Regions from separate parts of the Hordeum vulgare genome. Here region 2 is linked to region 1. A link is a contact called in public Hi-C data. All regions are on one chromosome and are shown on one strand. Each heading gives the region's core, a stretch centred on a gene start, on an enhancer-like site or on the middle of the called end of the contact. The rest is flanking DNA. Distances are from core to core; before and after follow the strand shown.

Evidence for each region. Hi-C and Micro-C count contacts between places; a contact is called where the count stands out from the background.
Region 2: a Hi-C map of leaf shows a contact between it and region 1, with 2.2 times the contacts expected there. The contact joins the promoter of LOC123428659 here to the enhancer-like site in region 1. A contact is called at or near these places in 3 of 6 Hi-C or Micro-C datasets (leaf and seedling) and 1 of 1 datasets of contacts at active chromatin or transcription factors (embryo).

What each region holds. Positions count from the first base shown.
Region 1 is chr2H:566,875,385-566,879,841 of MorexV3_pseudomolecules_assembly, forward strand. LOC123427315 (WD repeat-containing protein 44-like) reads left to right here. Exons shown (of 7, transcript XM_045111320.1): 3 at 1-6; 4 at 102-153; 5 at 261-343; 6 at 433-526; 7 at 995-1,943. The coding sequence ends at 1,569. Among protein-coding and RNA genes, the nearest start is that of LOC123427315, 6.1 kb to the left of the region's middle. Within about 2 kb of position 2,112, at least 3 of the 3 cell types and tissues checked have open chromatin away from gene starts, as enhancers often do. A contact at or near this core is called in leaf and seedling, where this site is marked.
Region 2 is chr2H:566,923,605-566,928,061 of MorexV3_pseudomolecules_assembly, forward strand. It overlaps LOC123428659, which reads right to left and starts at 2,257. Exons shown (of 6, transcript XM_045112852.1): 1 at 1,978-2,257; 2 at 1,068-1,116; 3 at 845-966; 4 at 662-749; 5 at 554-589; 6 at 318-448. The coding sequence starts at 2,257. The coding sequence ends at 406. LOC123427316 (RNA polymerase II C-terminal domain phosphatase-like 1) reads left to right here and starts at 3,664. Exons shown (of 17, transcript XM_045111323.1): 1 at 3,664-4,267. The coding sequence starts at 3,986.

The DNA of each region.
Region 1 (4,457 bases), core at 862-3,361:
GGACAGGTTTGTACACTTTTCATTGGTACCTTTGATCCAAAAGGTTTTCCGTTTGTTAAGTTAAGTTCTAACACCACGTTTCATTTTCATTTTCCCTGTAGAGTGCCTTAGTTGGTTCCCACAAGGGCAGCTGCCATATTTATGACACATCAGGTCTCTCTCTCCCCCCACTCATGATTTATGACATTTTCAAGCTTATTTTTGTATTTGTAGCTCTTACTTTCCCTTCAGAATTGACCTTTTGTTTAACTCTTGGCCAGATAACAAGCTTATCCAAAAGAAACAAATTGACCTGCAAACTAAAAAGAAGAAGTCCCGGCAGAAGAAGATCACTGGATTTCAGGTACCTACTTTCAAAATCTTTTGAGTCTGACACCAGGTCATGCAGACGATAACCTTTCCTGCCTTACTGAATCATAGTTACTTGAATAGTTCCTCCCAGGGAGTTCTTCCAAGGTGCTCATCACATCTGCTGATTCACGGATCCGAGTTGTTGATGGTTTTGAGCTAGTACACAAGTTTAAAGGTATTAAGTTTTTTAGCCTTGTGAGTTCCATGCCATATTGCTATTTTCCTCCAAGGTTTAGCTGGTGATCTTATCGAGACACAGTTACTTTAAAGTTTACTTGCAGTTCTTGCTCTTCACCTGTTTAACCTGTTGCTACTGTTAGCTATCATTATTTTTTGCTGTATGAAAGTTCTGTTTAGAGTAGGGCTGCAGCTGTCAATCATACTGTATTACTGTGGTAACCAGCTTATAAGTAATGCTATTTCTGCTTATTGATTGAACGCGATTGGTGGAGACCAATTTCTGCTGTCATGTTCTTCCTTTCAGCAAAGCGCCAAAACTCGTCAGGATCCACTGTGTTGATTTGATAGCTCGTAATGTCCAATTAACAACATGTTAAAATACTCGTATCTTTCTTTTAGGACGGGATCTGATATCCATATGTTTTGTCGGTTGCTGATGGCCCCGTCCCTTATTTTGTTTCAGGTTTCCGAAACACCAACAGCCAAATCTCAGCCTGCTACGCAGCTAGAGGCAGATACGTGATCTCAGCGAGCGAAGACTCCCATGTCTACATGTGGAGAAACGACGACGGCCCTGAGCAAAGAGGAAGCAGCAAGGGCGTCGTTTCTGTCGCGAATTCCTACGAGTACTTCTACTGCCAGGGCGTGACGGTGGCCGCCGCCTTGCCGTCGACGGTGGGGTCAGCCACGACGTCCCGAACCAACTCCAGGAGGCGCGAGGAGCTGGATTGTGTGTCCGAGTACCACCCCCTGTCCCACGCAGGAGACGGAGACTCCTCTGATTTCCAGCAGCAGCAGCAGCAGGGAGGCAATGACCTAAGCAACGGCTCGAATCATGGCGGCGACAGAGCGTCCGCGACCTGGCCCGAGGAGCTCATGACGCCGACGAAACAGAGCCCGCGGTCCAGCACCAGCCTCCCCGACGGTGCCGCCGGGCAGGCTCCGAGCCGGTCGGCCTGGGGCATGGCCATCGCCACGGCAGGTGGTGGGGGTCAGATCAGGATACTCCAGAATTTTGGGTTCCCCGTCAGAGTATAGTAGTAGCAGCGGCCCTGTAGGAGGGTGATTTTTGTGTGTAAATAGGTTGGGAGATGCGGTTTGTTTTGCTGTGTTTTTGTAGCGGTCTTTGAGTTCCGTGCGATTGCGCTTGGGTTTGGCTGATGCGTGCATACTCGACTAACGACGGCCTTGTTCGCTTTTACTACTACGTGAGAGTGGAGCCTGTGAAAGCGCCTGCCGCCACCCCGGTTGGAGTGAAATCTCTCGCCATCCATTTTCATCCGCTTCTTCACTCTTGTCCGCTCTGGCGCTCCGCTCAACACATATTCTTGTAAGGCAAAAATAATAATAATCTCCAGTTGTATACATGTATACGGATGCAAAAGCAAAAGACGAGTTTTCTTGGTGGTGAATTCCTTCTGCAAGTGGCCTGCCTTCCAGGCTTCTAGCTAGGACTATGAGGAGAATAAAATGTTTTGAGTTCTGAAGCTTTTCGGCTGCATTTCTTGTAGTGTATGTATGCTCTATCATTCCACTGTGACTGTCGGCTGCTTGGACCGATGGAACATTTGCTAGTAGTACTAATTACACTCGTAGTACCTCCACCGTGCCGTGTGTTTTTATGTTCATTGTATACCCAAGCATGACCGTGGAGAACTCCCTCCACTCGATTTCCCTCCAGTCCAGGGCCAGAGCACCGACATCGCTCGCGGCGATGGTGCAGCCACGGTAGAGAGGTACAGGAGATATCCTGCGATCTGATCCTGACGTGACGCGCTGCGCACCCAAAGAGGATGACGCCAGAACGCATGTTCGTCACGCAGCAAAGGACGTACCCGGTGACTTGCAATTAGTTCAGAAGTACGAGGCCTACCCAGGAGCACGTGCTACGCAAGAGCCGCTCGATAGTGGAGCGTGACCAAATAATGTACACTAAAAACAGTTAGAAATTGACGTCTAACTTTAACAAGAAAGAGGAGAAGTACAAGGTTACGTTGGATGCGCAAAAAGAAAAGATGTATTGGGATGTAAGAGCAACTCCAACCGATCGTTTGGTTCGCCGTCATTTGTTTGGATCCGTATGGATAAAAATAATGGTTGAACGCGCGGACTCATTGCTAAAATACGTCCGCGCCGATCCATTTCCGACTCACATTTGGGACTAAAATGGATCGACGCGGACGCGCGCGTCCTCTCAATGTTTGCATGTGGTTGGCCTGACCCACTTGTCACAGAACCATCCACCCACCTCTATCTGCTTATTTAATTCGATGGCCACCCCATCCATCTTTCTCCTATTATTTTATTGCCACAGTGTTGCTGCCCACTTGTTTTCCGTTGAATGCATGTGCTGACCCATTTAAAAAAGCGGATACGGACAAACCGACGGACGACCCAAACGAACGAAAAGCGAACAAACCGTTGGAGTTGTTCTTAAAAAGGGCGGAGAAAACTAAAAATTAAGAATAAGAGTGAGAAGATCGTGTTGGAGAAGCACGAGGGGACGATCAAATAAAGGATGCAAGACATGCAAGACATTAGGAGAGCCTAGGCTTGAGAATGAGAGGATATAAAATCGCACAAGACACAAAGGATGCGAAGATCATGCTGTCACATAAAAGCCTCTTGGATGAGCAAACAAATAAATGGCTTGCGAACAAAAAAAGAGATCAACGACCATAAGAAGTATGAGACGACGAGGACGGCGTCAACAACATCGGCCCATGCGGCGAAGATGCATGGGAGCCAACGAGTGATCCGGCCAGCCAGCCAACGGTTGATCGGACATTGATTTCATTTTAGCATGTTCACATTATTAAACTATAATTTGTTTTGCTTTTGTTTGGAACTATTGAATTCAGATAATTTATATCGTATGATTGACGTGTATAAATTTAAGGTTTCATGTTTAAGATGTGTGGATGTGCGACAACCCACGTGAAAGATCGTCCGGCACTATCCATTAACGCACCCGCGGACGTATAAGTGATCGGATTTGTCCAAACTCCCATGATTTGAAGTGTTTTGATGCTCGAGGATTGTGGGGTCACTTATAGCCCCATTTGTAAGGTTGTGTGTTGTTTAGTTTTATTGCTTCTTATGTTTTTTTACATTTTAACTCATGAGCGTTTGTTAAAAATTGTGAACAAAGAACAATTTTAAAAATTTATTTTTTAGATTCATTAATATTTATTACGCACATTTATGAAGTTTTTGAAGGTTTTTAAATTTTGTAAAAATATTTAATCTGTGAATATATTTGAAATCCATGAGTAATTTTTAAAACTCATAATTTTTCAAAATCCTGGAACATCTTTTTATTTTAACTAACTTCTTAAATTTTAAAAGAATAACTGGTTTTTGATGAGGTAGCAGTGGAGCGATCGGAAAAAGATAAGTGAGTGAGAGTGTTATATCAGTAGTCCTACGTTTTCAATGTGGGAATAGGATCCCAAGAGGCTTGAACAACCACCAACGGTTGATAGCGATGCCTAAACATATAAATACACCAAACCCACGGATCAAATAACTCCACCTTCTCTCAGAATAAATATTGTCTCCAACAACAACAACCCGATATGATGTACGGACGAACAAAAACACCACCAGGAGTCCAGGACATAACTAAAACTCTAGCCAACACATGTAAATTCCAAACAAATAGAATCCATCACAACAGTCTACTAGATATGAATGTGTAAGGATGGCAATTTTACCCACGGTACCCGTGGATATTATACCCGCATGGGCAAAGTATGAGCATATTTTTATGCCCATGGCCCATGGGTAATATCATGTAACAGCCCTAGTGCATTTTCTTCCTCTTTTGTAATCCTTTCCATGTTTGGCAACCTTGTTTTAGTGATCAAGTGGTTCGAGATCCATGGTGTCAACTTTTCACGTGCATCATGGCATCATGCATGTCA
Region 2 (4,457 bases), core at 1,007-3,506, 48 kb after region 1:
TTTGTTGAACTAAGTATAAATCATATGCTTTATATTAACAGTTTCAACATTTTTCATGCACCCTAGCCATTTCTTTTCCATCCTTCTCTATTTCTACTTCTTCTTTCTAGTTTCTACAAAGGAATTTAGAGAAAGAAATTAAAGGAGAGAGAGAGAGCAATAGTGCAGAGCCCATCCGGCCTAACATTAAAGAGCCAATTTATGTACCCTGGATTTGAGATGGACGACAAAGCTGAGTATTTTGCCTGCATCCATAGCTAAACAGAAAATGTTGGCACATCTCCTAATCGACGCTCATGTCAAAGTGCCGAGGGAATCCTGAAAATGCACGCATTTGAGGAAGTATCAACCATTGGTGTTGGCAGTAAGCCTTCACTCCATTTAGTGATAAATCTCCTGGATAGGTCAGAGCAACCGAGGGTCCTCGGCGTAAGATTGGGAAAATAAGTCGTCGGGCACACGAAACATTCAAAAATGGAAAGATTGGAAACAATACGCAAATATGGCGAATTTGAAGATCAAAAGCAGAACGTGTGGTATTCTAAGGTCTTACCTGCTCGCTGCCACCGGTGCCGTATTTGCCATGAAGCTGCAAGGAACACCACTGCATTATAACATATCCAGAGATGCTAAGGCCTCATATGCTCCAGCGAAGCTCAACTTTATGAAAAAATCTGTAGGATCGAGTAGGAGGATTTTCGCTTCAAAATAGTGCGCGAGCGCCTTGGCGAGCATCTGCCGGTAGAGCTCTTCAAGAGAGGAACTTGGCTTAAATTACTTGGTCCGAAGCAGCGGGAGAATGGCTAAGCAAAGTCCTTGAGCTGCTGTGATGAAGATGGCTTACCTACAGGGCCTGACAACAGAATCACACGGTTGGCCGGAGCAAGGTTCCTGGTGTATTTGGAGATCTCTGCTTGCTTCAGGTTAACGTACGCGGCGCTCGTCAGCACAACGCGTGTTTGCTCACTGCAAAGGGGAAAAGGGAGTCGCATAGATGAGGAATGTAGGAGATGAATAGCAAAATCTGTACACGCCAAAACAGAGCTTTAGGGGTCCACGAGGCTCACATCGCTCTCTCTTGACTGCCAGCTTCACTTTGATTTGCTCGGTTTGGAGCTCAAGTTCCCTCCACCGGAGCAGCTCCGAAGATTTAAGTTGACACTCGATATTGAAATGTTAGAATTAGACGATGAAGGTCCCATGCTACAAAATCTTCAGTTTTGTAGTTTATACATACATCCCTCCCAAACCTTTGCAGGCAGCTAGCTTTTATTCGCTTCCTAGAATAGGATAACAGAGTTAACAACACAGTTTCAGAAACAATTTGCTACTATATATCTTAGTATAGCTAACGAACCTGCAGTAACAAAAACCTTAACACCTAGGTGCTTTGCAATCTTTATAGCAAATGTACCGATTCCACTTGATCCACCATGGATCTGCACACAATGGAGATACCCAATCATCAGGGATGGTTGATTTCAATAAAGCACGATGTTTCCACTGTTGCACAGAGGTATTGTCATCATGATCCTACTCCATCTTATACAGATTGATGTGAATGTGTATACGCCGCCGGTGCCACATGCCTCTCATAAAATAGTCTGGGGTCACCGATTCAGCGATTTAAGTGAATGCTGGTGAACACAAACTGCCATTTTAAGCAACCACATTTTTTACATATTAATTTCTTAAAATTCTATGATTATGTTACGCCATGATCACTAAACTTATTTCATACTACAACACAATCAACATGAGATTTTTTTAGGATGAGCAACACGGCTTTTGAAGTTTGGATTACAACTAGACTTAGAAATTTGCTGAAACCTGGGCAAAGCTACTACTGCTCGGACAGGAGGAACATCAGGAATGTCGGATCTTCCGGCCGAATCAGAGCAGATGGCTATTCATCATAGATTCTTCTTCAGGCGATCGCGCCCTTAATCAATTCCACAGAGTTTATCGGGGTATTACCTAGCTTCATGGCCTTCATCGTCACTGGAATGGCAAGCTCGGGACGCTGCTGCTCCATGCACCGGTGGTAGAACACGGTGGCCACCACCGCGGAGTAGAGTTGCACGTCGGCGGACGGCAGAAGGTACCCGTACAGGCTGCCCAACAAAAGCAGGCACCCGCCCTGCGCCTGTCCGCAGTCAAGAGCAAACGCGTACACCGGGTAGGTGGCGAGGGGCAGCACGACGGTCACCACGAGCACCTGCAGAGCAGCCTCCTTCCAGCTCGCGGCCGCGGTCATGAGCCGCCACGCCCGATGGAGATGAGTAGCCGCGCCGGCGCCGCCACAACCGTGTCCGCCTTCATCTGTCGCCGCCGTCACCGACGCGTCGATGGCGACCGGGAAGACCGCGACGAGGCAGAGGCGGAAGAGGAGCGTGGCGTGGGAGACGAACAACAGTTTTGTTGCTGCCGGCGGGCGGCGGCGGAGAAGAGGATCTTGTCGAGGCTCTCGTTGAGGACGTACTCGTAGACGAGCAACTTCTCGTCGGCGCCGTGGGCGCAGTAGCCGAGCAGGTTGACGACGTTGCGGTGCTGGACGCGGGACAACAGGTTGGCCTCATTCTTGAACTCCCGCGCCCCCTGCCTGGACCCGGCGCCCAGTCGCTTGACGGCCACCTCCCGGGCGTCGGGGAGCCTGCCCAGGTACACGGGCCCGAAGCTGCCCCTCTTCTTCTCTCTCTCTCTCGATCTGGATAGGAAGGGGGCAGGAGGTCTGCGGGGTGGGGAAGACGGAGGTAATGGGACAGGGGTTTTGAAAAAATGAAACCTTTTTTTCCACTTAATGGAGGACTGCGGGTTGATTTCAATAAAACACAGGGGTTTTATGCAAAATTGCCACGACGGACGGCAGAAGCGCTCCGCGCTTTATTATTATATAAGGGAGATTTTTAGCGGTCAGAGTAGTTGAAGCTAACTAGCCATTACGTATTTTTTTGCTTATTCTTTTTTTCTCTATCAACAATTTCTTTTATAAAAAATGCATCGCATCAACAAGATTCAAACAAATAGTTAGTAGATCGGCTAGATGAAATGCATATCAACAACAACCAAAAACATGACATATCAGCCCAAAAGAATAAAATGATGGGCTAGAAGAAACAAACAAGCTAAATACAAAATACAATGATATTATGTGAATGAGACCATAGAAAATCTCAGCTAGCTGAGTTCTAGGCACACCCTTATGTTCATGTTAGCGGTTTGCGTAAAAAAAAACACTTAAGTGAATTTTTAAAATTTTAGAATTTATTTTTATTCTACAACGTCTACATAAACGCCCAGCGTTGTGAATGCTGTAAAACACCAGCAAATTCAGTTGGACTCCAAATTGTATTACTCAATGATGTTAGGTAGTACGGGAAGAAATGTAAACAACTGATCAAAACGAGTGTAATCATATCCCATAATTTGAATGATTTGAAGATTGCTCACAACGCCAGACAGGCACAGTGAGAGATTACGCCGAGTCATAATCAAGAGCGTATATATACAAGTAATAAAAATATCGTGTTTGAAAACAACATAAACTGGAATATCTTCCTGCCTACCCGCCCCTCTCTCTAAATAACGTGGCCTCGCTGTCGCTGGTCGTCTTCCCCATCCTCCATCCCGATCAAACGCTAGGGTTTCCCCGACCCACCCGCCCGCCCACTGAGCCCACCCCCGAACTCGTCCACCGCCGCCGCCATTGCCGCGGATTTGCACGGGCTACCCACCAAACCCGGCCGGAATCGGCCAAGAACGCGAACGCGAACGCGATTTGAAGCACACAAGCACCATAAGACCACCGCGATTCTCCCTCTGCCCCCTTCTAATTTCCTCTGTTTTTTTTGGACCCCGCGATAAGAACAGATCCGCCGGCGCGCAGGGTCTACGAGACCAGTGCGCGCGCGTGTGGAAGGCACACTGACTCGGACTGAGCTCGGATTCGATTCCCGCGATCTGTTCCTTCGGTGCCGCCGAGGACATGATCAAATCGACGGTGTATTTCGGGCACATCTCCATCGGGGAGGTGGAGCTGTGGCCCAAGGGGGAGACGAACGTGGCGGCGGCGCCGTGGGTGCGGGAGATCCGGGTGGACCGCCTCTCCCCGCCCAGCGAGCGGTGCCTGCCGCTCGCCGTGCTGCACACAGTGTCCTCCACCGCCCTCTGCTTCGTAATGGAGTCGAGGCCAAGCCCAACCACCGCTGACGGCGAGCCCCCCTCGTCGCTCGTTGCCATGCACACCGCTTGCCTCAGAGATAATAAGGTACTACTACATGAATCATTCCCAACGATCCCAAGACACAAAACAATTGAGTAGAAGTTCACCCCAACAAGGATTATTAATTAGAACACCAAATACCCTGTGAAAAAACTCCGCCGAGACATTTGCTGCATTAATTAGTGAGTACTACTATTACTCGGCATGCAGAATTTTGAAGATGCGTAGCTGACTA